2 separate regions of the Sus scrofa genome follow, and region 1 is linked to region 2. Evidence: chromatin contacts called from public Hi-C data. All regions are on one chromosome and are shown on one strand. The core of a region is the stretch at or near the end of the contact, and the rest is flanking DNA. Distances in the headings are between cores, read along the strand shown.

Region 1 (5,736 bases), core at 1,287-3,786, 640 kb before region 2:
CGGAAGATCCATGGAAACGAGGAATTGCACCCTCTTGCAGAACCTCCCCCAGTTTTCATGAAGATAAGCAAACACTCCATCTTCTGTCCAGCATCTCTGAAGGAATATATACCCACAGACAGGGGAAAGGTATTAACCACAATTTACAAAACTTTTTCACTTAGAAAAAAAAGGGGGAGGGGGAGTTACCACTGTAGTGCAGCAGGTTAAAGGATCTGGCATTGTCTCTGCCATGAGGAGGGTTCGATCCCCAGCCAGGGTTCAATCCCCAGGTTAAAGGAACTGGCATTGCAGCAACTGCAGCAAGGTTTTAGCTATCGCTCAAATTTGATCCCTGGCCTAGGAACTTCCAAGTGCCGTGGGTGTGGCCAAAAAAGAAAGAAAAAGGAAATCGACTCCAAGCCCAAGCCCATACTTAAACCGTTTATTCCACTGTCACCCCACCACCACCACCACCACCACCATGCCTCTCCACAATTCTGTACAACCTCATCTGCTCACCCTTCCAAATCTAAAGTTACCTCACTTCTTTGTATTAATTCAACATGTATCTTTAGGGTACCTACTATTTACCAGGCACTGTGAGCAGTGCTGTCAATAGTGGTCTAAGGCAAATGCTACCCTGCCTTCAAGGAACTTATTCTGCTGGGATGAATGATCTAAACGCACAGATTTGATAGAGCTATCTCAACCAAATATTCAGCTTTGGGAGTTCCTGCTGTGGCACAACGAGATTGGCTGCATCTCTGCTTGGCAGGACGCAGGTTCAATCCCAGGCCCAACACAGTGGGTTAAAGGATCTGCCGTTGCCACAGCTGCAGCTTAAGTCAGACTTGATCCCTGGCCCTGGGAATTCCATTTGTTGAGGAGTGGTCAAAAAGGAAAGAAAGGAAAAAAAAAAAAAAAAAATCAACTTTGTTGGGGGCGCGTTAGGTGGCTCAAGCAAACGATTTAAAACTTTTTTTTTTTTTTTTAAAATCAACTTTGACTCCTTATTTACCCCAGAACAGTGATTTTGAAATAAAAGATCTAAGGTCAGGACCATCATTTCTGAAAATACGAATTTAGAATAAAATTAGTAAAACACTTCCAACCCAGTAAGGTTAAGTATCGTTTTGTGGAACTTTTGTTCCAGTTACATGTGTATGTCTGTGCGTGATCACAGACACTGTACTTTGCCATTGCCAAGAAATTGTCTGTCCACATCCATTCCAAGAGAATAACCTGCCACAGATGGAATTTAACTCGAACAATGGTCATAATTCAATTACACCCTTAGAGCCACCACTGGACTTTATGAAGGAAACCCAATCACATGGATTCGGATCACTTTGGCCAAGAAACGCTCTTTGTAGGAGGCAACGCTACGACCTTTTATGCGCCTTATATTCACAGACTTTTCAACTGCAACTTTTAGGGGAGAGGTAAACACCAGCTTCTGGTGTATTTCAAACCATTTCACGGTGCCCTCAAGCCATCTAGCCTTTTCTTTCTGTGTATAAATATTCAATGCCAGACCCATACTCAAAGTTCCCGGGAAAACCCAGGTCACAGCTGTGGATGTACTATACAATACCCCGAAGCTAACTTACAAGCGGCTTAAAAATATTGGGTTTTGCCTCGGCGCCCATAATAACCCACCCCCCCCCCCCGGCCCAGTTTTCAGTTTATCAGACTACCCTCTTTTTACTCCTAACCATTTTTTGGCAGGTGTTAAGAGATTTCGGTGGTGTTGATGTTTTACTACTGACTCAGGCCTGCAGTGTTGACCACCCGGGGCCCGGATTCTCTGCCCAATTCCCGACACCCCAGGGGTTCGTCGCCCTTTGCTTGGGGACAGGTAAATAGATGGGTCCCTGGGAAAACTCGTGCCGCCTAATTAAATTATCTGCAGTCGCCCGTCTTACCTTGGGATGCTTATCCCTAAGAGAGCAAAAACGGAATTAGGTCTATTTGGAAGAAAGACAAAAGGCGCAGCCACAACAGGTGCCTTTAGGCAAGGGACGCCCGCACCCAACGCCCCACTCCTCTTTCCGCTCCACCTCCCAGGCCCCTCCCAACCTCCATCCCCAGGACCAGAGCGGCGGGTACTCGGGGAGCTCCGCTTCCTTCCGGCTCCCTCGGCGACTTTCCCGCTGGGGTCGGATTCAAAGTGCGGCCCTCGGATCCCATCCAGCAGAGATTTAAGGGTCGGCCTCCTGGGAGCCGCTCTCAAGCTCCCCCAAACAAGGCCCCCGGCCCGAGACCGCAAGCCGGCGGCGCGCTGCCTGCCTCGGCACCAGGGAGACCGTGCTGCAGGCCTGCTCCCGCCGGCGGCCCCGCCAGCCCGAGCGTGGCTCCTCGGAGGTCAGGCGTCCTGCGCTGGGGGCCGCTCAGGGTCACTCGCGGTCCCTCCCCTCCTCGGGTCGCGCCGAGCTGGAGACCAGCCCCAGACCACGCTCTCCCGGCACCTACCTTCCAGGTGCCCAGCCCCAAGATGGGCATCTTGGCACCGGTGTAGAGCACGAGGTGGCTGGCCATGACTGCGGAGCTCCTCAGACTCGGACCGGAGGACCACGCAGCCGAGGTGGCAGTATGGTCCCTTAAATAGCCTGGGAGAGCCGGCAGACGGGGCGGTTCGCTAGGCGCGGGGCTACACAAAGGCGGCTCCTGATTGGCCAGTCCACGGCGAGGATGCAACGCCGCGATTAGCCCCGGGGGGCGGGAGCGCGCCGGGTGAGCACGCTCCTCCCGCTAGGTCCTAGCGAGACCGGATTCTTTCCGCTCCGTGGTTTGCCCACGCCCCACGAGACCCAGGTGACTCCACAGCTGTGGTGTGTGGAAACGCGAATGCTTTTGCCAAAGTAATAGACTCCCCATAAATAAGTTGCTTGGGAAGGGGTTTGGGTTTCATTTTTTAAAAGAGCGCATATGTTTGTCTATTGTTCAAATCCAGTGTCGTGCTTTTTGGGAATTTAACAAAAGAGAGGTCCTTAATTTGTCGGAACAGACCGACTACTGCTATAGTTTAGTGGACTTTAACCATTGAAAGCTGCACACCAGAGAAATACCTCGCGATCTTGTTGCAGACCATCAGTTTAAGATTTGGTTGGGTTTGTCCAGCCTGCAGGGCTAGCTTCACACTCTATCCTGGGTGTGTCTATACTGAATGTGGTTCAGCAGGTCTTCTAAAAGCCAGTACCGCAAGGTTAGGAAGCTCTAATCCAGAACACACAGAAGACAGTCTTTGGAAAGTAAGACTCAATCAAGGTGGCAAATTTCATATACAGTAAGTTAGCAAAACTCTCTAGATCATTAAGGCAGAAACCCACAAAAGAAAAGTTAACTTTAATGCTGTAGCTTCAAGTATTCCAAATTAGGAGGTGCAAAATAATGGATTAATCAGCCCTAGTTAGCAGGTAAGAAAACACATTCTTTTCCAAGATACCCAAAGGAAAGTTGCTGGAAGAGCTTAGCAGACATTTTGGTTTCTTTCCAGCAACCTCTCTCCACAATGCTATACCCTACCCCAAACTTGCTCTTTCTGCTCCATCACCCTCCAATTTTTCCCCTAATTATGCAAGACTGGGAACTGCATCTGCCCCGGTAATGACTCAGGAACTAGACCTCTCTAAACTCTATTCTGGTGATTTTCCGTTTAGTGACTTCTAAAAAATCCCCCCCCCACCCCCACCCCCGGAAAACTTTATACCAAACAGACTAGCCCTGAGATTTTTCCATTTGACTTTTATAAAAACTGTTGTTGGTAGGCAAATTCTGATACTATTTGTCCCCAAAAAATAGAACTGTAATTTAAGCCTAGAGCTAGGAACTTAGTTTGTGGCAGAATAGCAGCAGCCCACCACTCTCCATTGGTAAGATCTCCATTGACGCAGAAGTTGCTGTCCAGAGGGCTAAGTCTCATGGCAAAATTATATACCTTGAGGGACCAGGTTGATATACATAGAGGGGTCATGTGTTAGAGACATAGATTCAATATGACTAGATTCAATAAGACTAGCTTCGTTGTCATTTCTTTGATGATCGAGTTGACTGCATGAAGGCATAGCTGGCTAAAAATGGAGAATTCTGACTGGGCTATCAAATGTAAAAAGTCAGATCTGTGGATCTTCTATTGCATCTAACTGTCCTGTTGCTTCTGTAATCTTTGTAAAATGCCATTGTGCACATATCAAAATTATGCTTTAGAAAAAAACATCAATGGACTACTTCTGAGAAACATTTTAGTAATTCTTATCAAGAGCATTAAGAATCTTGATGTACTCTGAATCAGTAATCCCATCACGAGAACCAGTAATCTCATCCTGAAGAAATAAGTGAAAGGAACACACACACACACACACAAACACACACATACACGTGCACATGTAGGAAAGACAGTTCTATGCACATAAATTAAAACTGTGACTAGCATACTATTGGACTATTCAAAGTAAAACTATGAACAGTCCAATAACAGCAAGAGGCAAAGTGTAGCCATTAAAAATGAAGATAATCTAGATACCGAGGAAACTATAAGTGAAATAATGCTAAGGTGAAAGTAGAAAACAAAATCATCAATAGGACATGATTATAAACATGAAAAACAATATAGGCTAAAGGTAGGAAGAAGCCCAGTTATAGGGAATACTGTTTGTCAGATTACTTCATTTACAAACACATTTTGCAAGTAAAAGACAATTTCTTCCTAACTCCCTAATTCCTATAGGATAAAAGTTAAATTCTCTAGCTTGGCATTCAAGGTCCTGTGAGGTCTGCTATAACAGTAAATATATGAAAAGCTACCAAATTGTACACTTTAAATGGGTGAATATTAAGGCATATGAATTTTATCTCAATAAAGTTGTTATCAACAAACACACAAAGTTTACATGCTTCCTGTCCATACAGGCTGGTGGCAGTGAAGGGAGGAAGTAGATTCAGATTCACACACAGTCCCTCCAGGACACAGGCTAGAGGTTCAACCATAGCTGCCCCAACCCAAGTCTTCAGGGTTTATGCCTCAGGAGAGCCAAAGGGCACTGGAAAGTCTCCAATGAGCAATGAATTGCTCAGGTCTGGAAGTGGCACACATCCCTTCTATCTACAATCCATTGGCTAGACCTAGCTGCAAGGCCCTGTCTGTCTGCCATGAGATGGGGAAGTGTCATCTTCTAGTGTGCCAGAAAGCCGAGGAGACCAGACGACGGTGGAATATAGTAGGCAACAAAGTCTCTTCCACAAGGACAAACAGCTACTGAGCCCGAATTAGGTTTTGGGCACCACTTTAGGAACTTTACACATATTAATGTGAAGATGCTGTTGCTGCTGGTAATAATAGCTAACATCTATTGAGCTTCCATGTGCCTGGCACTATTCTACAAGCATTGTATGCATTAAATCATTTAATCCTCATAACCACTCTTTGCAGTGGGTACTATTATTCGTCCATTGTACACATGAGGAAACTGAGGCACAGAGAAGGGAAATACATTGCTAAGATCTGAAAGCAAGCAAGTGGCATAGCCAAAGAGTTTGATTATAGCACCTGAACTCTTCACCTTGACCCCAGTGGCTTTCAAGTTACTCTTTAATGTGACTCACAGTAAGAAATAGGTTACATGTGACATTTATGTATATATTTCAGAAACAGAAGACCCACAAAACAATTCTCGTCCTTATTATGTGTGGCACCTCTGATGTTGCATATTCCGTTTTGTTTTGTTTTTCTAGCATTGATTTCAATGGTGCTTCACT
Region 2 (5,190 bases), core at 1,978-4,477:
AAAGCTCCTCTGGAGGCACTAGCCCCCTGCTGGTCCAGTCCCTGCCCACCCAAGGTCAACTATTCAGCAGCAGAGCAGCAGAACTAGAATTACGATTCCTGCCTTACTGATGAAAATAACCACAATCTGTCTGGCCCCCTCACATGACACATGACAATGATCCTTGGGCATTTTGCAAAAGAACTGATTGCATTACGAGCAACAGCCACTGAATGCATGTTGGGATGCCTCAGACTGGGCCCACAGCCCTGGGCAGTTGGGAGGATATGCATGCACTGGAACAGGACGCTCAGGAAGTTGTGCAGGGAGAGGATGAAGGTGTCGGCCCACTGGCGAGAAAAGTAGGTAGCGAAGGTGGGGTTGGTGTCTGGGGATGGCAGGAAGGGCAGGGCAAACCAATCCTTCCACTCGGCCTGGTTCTGGAGCTCCGGGGCCTGCTTTGCAAAGAATTCCTGAGCCTTGTCATTTCTGTTTGTCTGCCAAGACACAGAGGAGGTTGCAAGGAAGGGGAAGAGACAGAAGTCCAGAGGTAAGATTCTTCTCCACTGCCCAGCAAAGAGCCTTTGAACCTCGGCCTGCTGGGTAAGTGGCCAAATGTGATCTATAAGCTCTATAAAATAAAGGAAATTGGAGTTCCCCTCATGGCTCAGTGGTTAACGAATCCGACTAGGAACCATGAGGTTGAGGGTTCGATCCCTGCCCTTGCTCAGTGGGTTAAGGATCCGGCGTTGCTGTGAGCTGTGGTGTAGGTCACAGATGTGGCTCGGATGCCACGTTGCTGTGGCTCTGGCATAGGCTGGCGGCTACAGCTCCAATTAGACCCCTAGCCTAGGACCCTCCATATGCCACGGGAAGCAGCCCTAGAAAAGGAAAAAAAAAAAAAAATTAAAGGAAATCATCATTCTTTTCTCAAGTCCTTCATAAACTTCGAAGAAGCTGGTTTAGGAGTTTCTGCTGTGACATAGCAGGTTAAGAATCCAACTGCTGCAGAGGCACCGGTTCAATCCCAGGCCCAGCACAGTGGGTTAAAAAGATCTGGTGCTGGTGCAGCTGCAGTGTAGGTCATAGCTGTGGCTTAGATCCAATCCCTGGCCAGAAAACTTCCATATGCCACACGTTTGGTCATAAAATTAAAAAAAAAAAAAAAAAAAGCTGGTTTAAACTAAAGTCCTGATGATAAATGGCATCCTCAAAATTAATTCCAAGCTGATTTTTCCATTATCCAAGTGATTTACTCCCCAGGTCAGCCATAATCTTTATACCTCAAACTTTAAGCCAGCTCCTTATATCCCTTAAAATACCACTCAGGCTTACGTGCTTAAAACAAGAGGGGAAATAGGAATGAGGAAGACAAGTCAGATGATCTACAGATCAGAAGGAAAAAAAAAGTCAAAAATAATTTGCACTGTGGCTGTTCCACCCCTTCCCAGAGTAACGGAGAGAGCCGTCCCTAGGCATTAAAAGAAAATCTACTTCTGGATCAAAGAACTCTCTCCACCAAGAAATTCCAGAACCAAAAGCACCTGGATTGTGTAGACGAGATAAAAGCGGAAAAGACTGGTTTTCAACTTGTTGATGGTGGGTCTATACATATCTTCCAAGCGGCTGAAGAGCCTACGCTCCAGGTAGTTCCAATAATCTCGAAGGGCAGCCAGGTCATACACCTGCATTAACTGCTGCAGCTGGTCCACAATCTTGTCCACCTGGTAAGAGAAAAACCCGATGGAGAAGGTGGTGTAAAACAGAAGGGATTTCTCCCTCATTTCAGAGTTAATACAGTTTTTCCTTTTGCTGTGGCTTCTGGATATTAAAAAAAAATTTTTTTTAGGTTAGCAATCTACAAAACTTTCAAAACACAATAATGTAATAGCTTTGAAGTTATTTCCTGATGTTAGATATGTGTTTTGACCCTGAAAGCAGGCATGGAAATTTCAAGTGTAAAAGCACTCTGGCCCGGAAACCAGAAGATCTGGGTCCAGGGCCTGGATCTGCCTCTGACTTACTCAACCATTCTAGCTACATCACTGCAACTCCCCGGTGACCTGAGATTTCAAAAAGCAAAAAAGAGTGAGACAACCTCCATGCTCCTCCTCCCAATGCCTCCATTCCAGGATTCCGTGTCCTCAAAGCACACCAAAACGCTGCCAGCTGCTCAGTGTTAGCCAAAGGAGTCTCCTCCTTGTGAGAAGTGATCACACCAGAGTACATGAGACGGAAAAGCTTTTGGATATTGAAACCATTCCAACACCCCTACTTTACAGATCAGGACACTGAGGCCTGGAGAGCTGAAATGATTTGCCTTTGCCACCAAGCAGCCACTAACTTCGGCAAGACAAGAACCCAGGTCTCAGAACTCCCCTCCAGTGTTCTTGCTGCTGGCTCACTGCCTCCCTCATTTCACCCGCCTACACCACCTGAAGTCAGCAAACATATACACAAATCACACACATGTAAATTCCAAGAATTTCTCAACAGAAAAATCACGTCGGAGCTAAGGAAGTATGTTTTCAAATGTACAGGTCTTCCTCAACGGTGAAGCAAAGCTGCCAATGAGTTACTGAAGAAGCCATTTCAAACACACAGACACCTGAACCCAGCCAAAGCATTGGGCCGCAGATCACTTTGCTCTCGATGCCAGTGGAAGCCAACTTTTAGATATTTCTGTTGCCAAAGCCCAAGCATCTACCCAACCTTAGCTCCTAAAACCTCATCACCATCCCGGCCAATGATTGGCCAGCACCTGCTGGGAGACGGGTGGAGAACGGAGCCCTGGACCGGGAGTCAGGGCACCAGGGCTGCAGCCTCAGTGATGCTCTGATTCGCTGGGCAACTTCAGGCAAGTCCCGTCCCCTCTCAGGGCCACAGTTCCTCATCTGTCAAGCGAGTGCCGGACGCGCTGATGTCGACGGTCCCCCTGGCGCGGTGACAGCGCCACTCCCGCCCGGGAGGGCAGTGCTGGGGTACAGCCAGCTCTAGGCTCCCTTGGGGCCGCCCCTGTCCGCGCCGCGCCTGCCGGCCTCTCACCCGAAACCCCTTCTCCTTGTCCGCCTTGATCTCGGCGTCCAGCTGCCGCAGTGTGTGCGTGAAGCCGCGAAAGAGCAAGTACTCGCGGACGAGCTCGTCAGTGCGCTCCACCGCCTCCGCCATCTCTGCGCCAGCGCCTTGAGGGGCAGAGGAGCGCGAGCGACGGAGGGGCGGGGCCTGAGCGGCGAGGGGCGGGGCCGGGCGCGGGCGCCGAGCGCGTCACCCAGCGGCTGGCCTACCAGCCCGCACGCACCGCGCGCCGCGCGCCTGTGGCCCCGCCCCGGCCTCGCCCCCGCCCCGCCCAGCTGCTCCCGTCACCATCACACCCCACACCACCCCCCCTCCAGGAGCAAATGAAAGAAGCGCGGCTCGTCAGAGTTTACTGGCTGCGGTTTTGTCATCTGAGTTATTGAAAGTGGCGGCTGCCGTCCAAGTCAAGGAGGGCCGGAGCTTGGTGATCATCCCAGATGGTCACGAGGCAGGCAGGGGGCTGAGGTGCCCTGCTTGTTGGTATTACATCGCGGAATCCTCTGTGCCCTGCACTCGTTTTACAAAGGGGGAAAACTGTAGTCCTGAGAGGCAGAGTGACTTGTGTGAAGCCACACAACCAAGTGTGTTATCAGAGAGCTCTGACTCCCCCAAAAGCCTGCTGTCATTAATAAGATATATTAACACCACAGGTACCCTGTTAAGTGAAAAAAGGCAAGTTTCAGAACAGTATTATAATATGGTTCCGGTTTCTTGAGCGGGGGAGGGAAAGGTATTCGTGTATGTGTTTGTGTGTACATTTTTAAAATTCAGGAATATTACATGCTAAGAGCTTGTAGTTATTTCCTCTAAGAGGTGAGACTATATAGGGGACTTTCACTTCCTATTTTTTAGTTTTTTGCTTGAAATTTTTATAAAGTGCCCATATATTTGTTAGCAGGGAACCTGTATCTTTGAGCCACACTTTCCTTGTCTTAAAATACTGACAACACCTACCTTGCAGAGTAATAATAAAAGTGTAATAAAATAATGTATGTAAAATGCTTAGCCCAATGAATAAGCCCATGGCTGAACTGCAAATTCTGTCCCCTTCTTCCCTCTAATGGTATGGCTGTCTATATTTGTCAAAGTACTACTCAGAATCACTACTGCCACTCAACTCAGATCCTCCAGTCCTACCACACGGAAATTTAGCCCCAAAGCTGTTCCGATCTGCCCCAGAGAACCCTGAAAAGATAACAAAGAGCAAAACCCATGGCAAGACAAGGCAGAGTCAGTCTTGTTCCACCCTCTGTGCCTGCTTTACCTGTCTCCATAGGTGTAAGTTTCCCCCAGGCAAACAGCCTTGCTGCACAGGCCAGGAAAGAAGAGTCACCTGTGTGATTACTAGGAGGCCCAGAGCAAATCCTTCTTTGACTGCAACCTTAGATCTTCAAAGGGGGGTGAACTTGGGAAATCCACACAAGTAGCCAACACCAAAACAAAACCTTCCCCTCCAGGGACACTGTGAATTAGGTTTCCCTAAAGACACCTTGAAGCTGCAGCCACAGCTTCTACCTCCCCCACCTCCAACTGCCCTGGCAACTTCAGACCAAGGCCTATAAAACCAACTAACATTGGTTTTCTAATCAACAAAAAGCAGCCCTCCTGGGTCTTAACAGGAACGCTTTCCTCTACCAGGAATGCCTTCTCCCAGATTCTCATATGAATAGCTCATTGGAGCAAACACACCAAGGGGGCTGCACATGTTTGCACTAATGTCACCTTCTCAGAAAGGTCTGACCATCCTGCAGAAAAGAGCAGTGCTCTCACCTCCAGAATTCCTGTCCTTCTTGACCCGTTAGATCCTTCTCCATAGCACTTATCACCATGTCACGGACTAGATATTTTACTTGTTTTATTTGTCCCCCACCCCCACCCCAAGTTATATGCTGCATAAAAAGAGATTTTTTTTTTTTCTGGATTGTTTGTTACTATATCCCCGTTGCCTAAAACAGTGGCTGGCTTATAGCAGATGCTCAATAAATATTTATGAGTGAGGACCATTTCTGAGGACCCAGCCACCCTCCAGCAGGACAGCCCTGTTAGAGGGAATAGAAACTCCTGGGTCACTCCAGTGTGTAGGCTTCTGACTGGTTCCTTGTCCAAAGTATCCCTCTTCCCCCGTTCCCCCTTTAT

Evidence for each region. Hi-C and Micro-C count contacts between places; a contact is called where the count stands out from the background.
Region 1: a contact with region 2 is called in a Hi-C map of epiblast stem cells, with 2.4 times the contacts expected there. The contact joins the promoter of AKR1B1 here to the promoter of WDR91 in region 2. A contact is called at or near these places in 1 of 47 Hi-C or Micro-C datasets (epiblast stem cells) and 1 of 2 datasets of contacts at active chromatin or transcription factors (skeletal muscle).

What each region holds. Positions count from the first base shown.
Region 1 is chr18:14,730,892-14,736,627 of Sscrofa11.1, reverse strand. It overlaps AKR1B1 (aldo-keto reductase family 1 member B), which reads right to left and starts at 2,536. Exons shown (of 10, transcript NM_001001539.2): 1 at 2,455-2,536. The coding sequence starts at 2,520.
Region 2 is chr18:14,090,302-14,095,491 of Sscrofa11.1, reverse strand. It overlaps WDR91 (WD repeat-containing protein 91), which reads right to left and starts at 3,227. Exons shown (of 15, transcript XM_003134652.6): 1 at 3,025-3,227; 2 at 1,524-1,703; 3 at 269-476. The coding sequence starts at 3,147.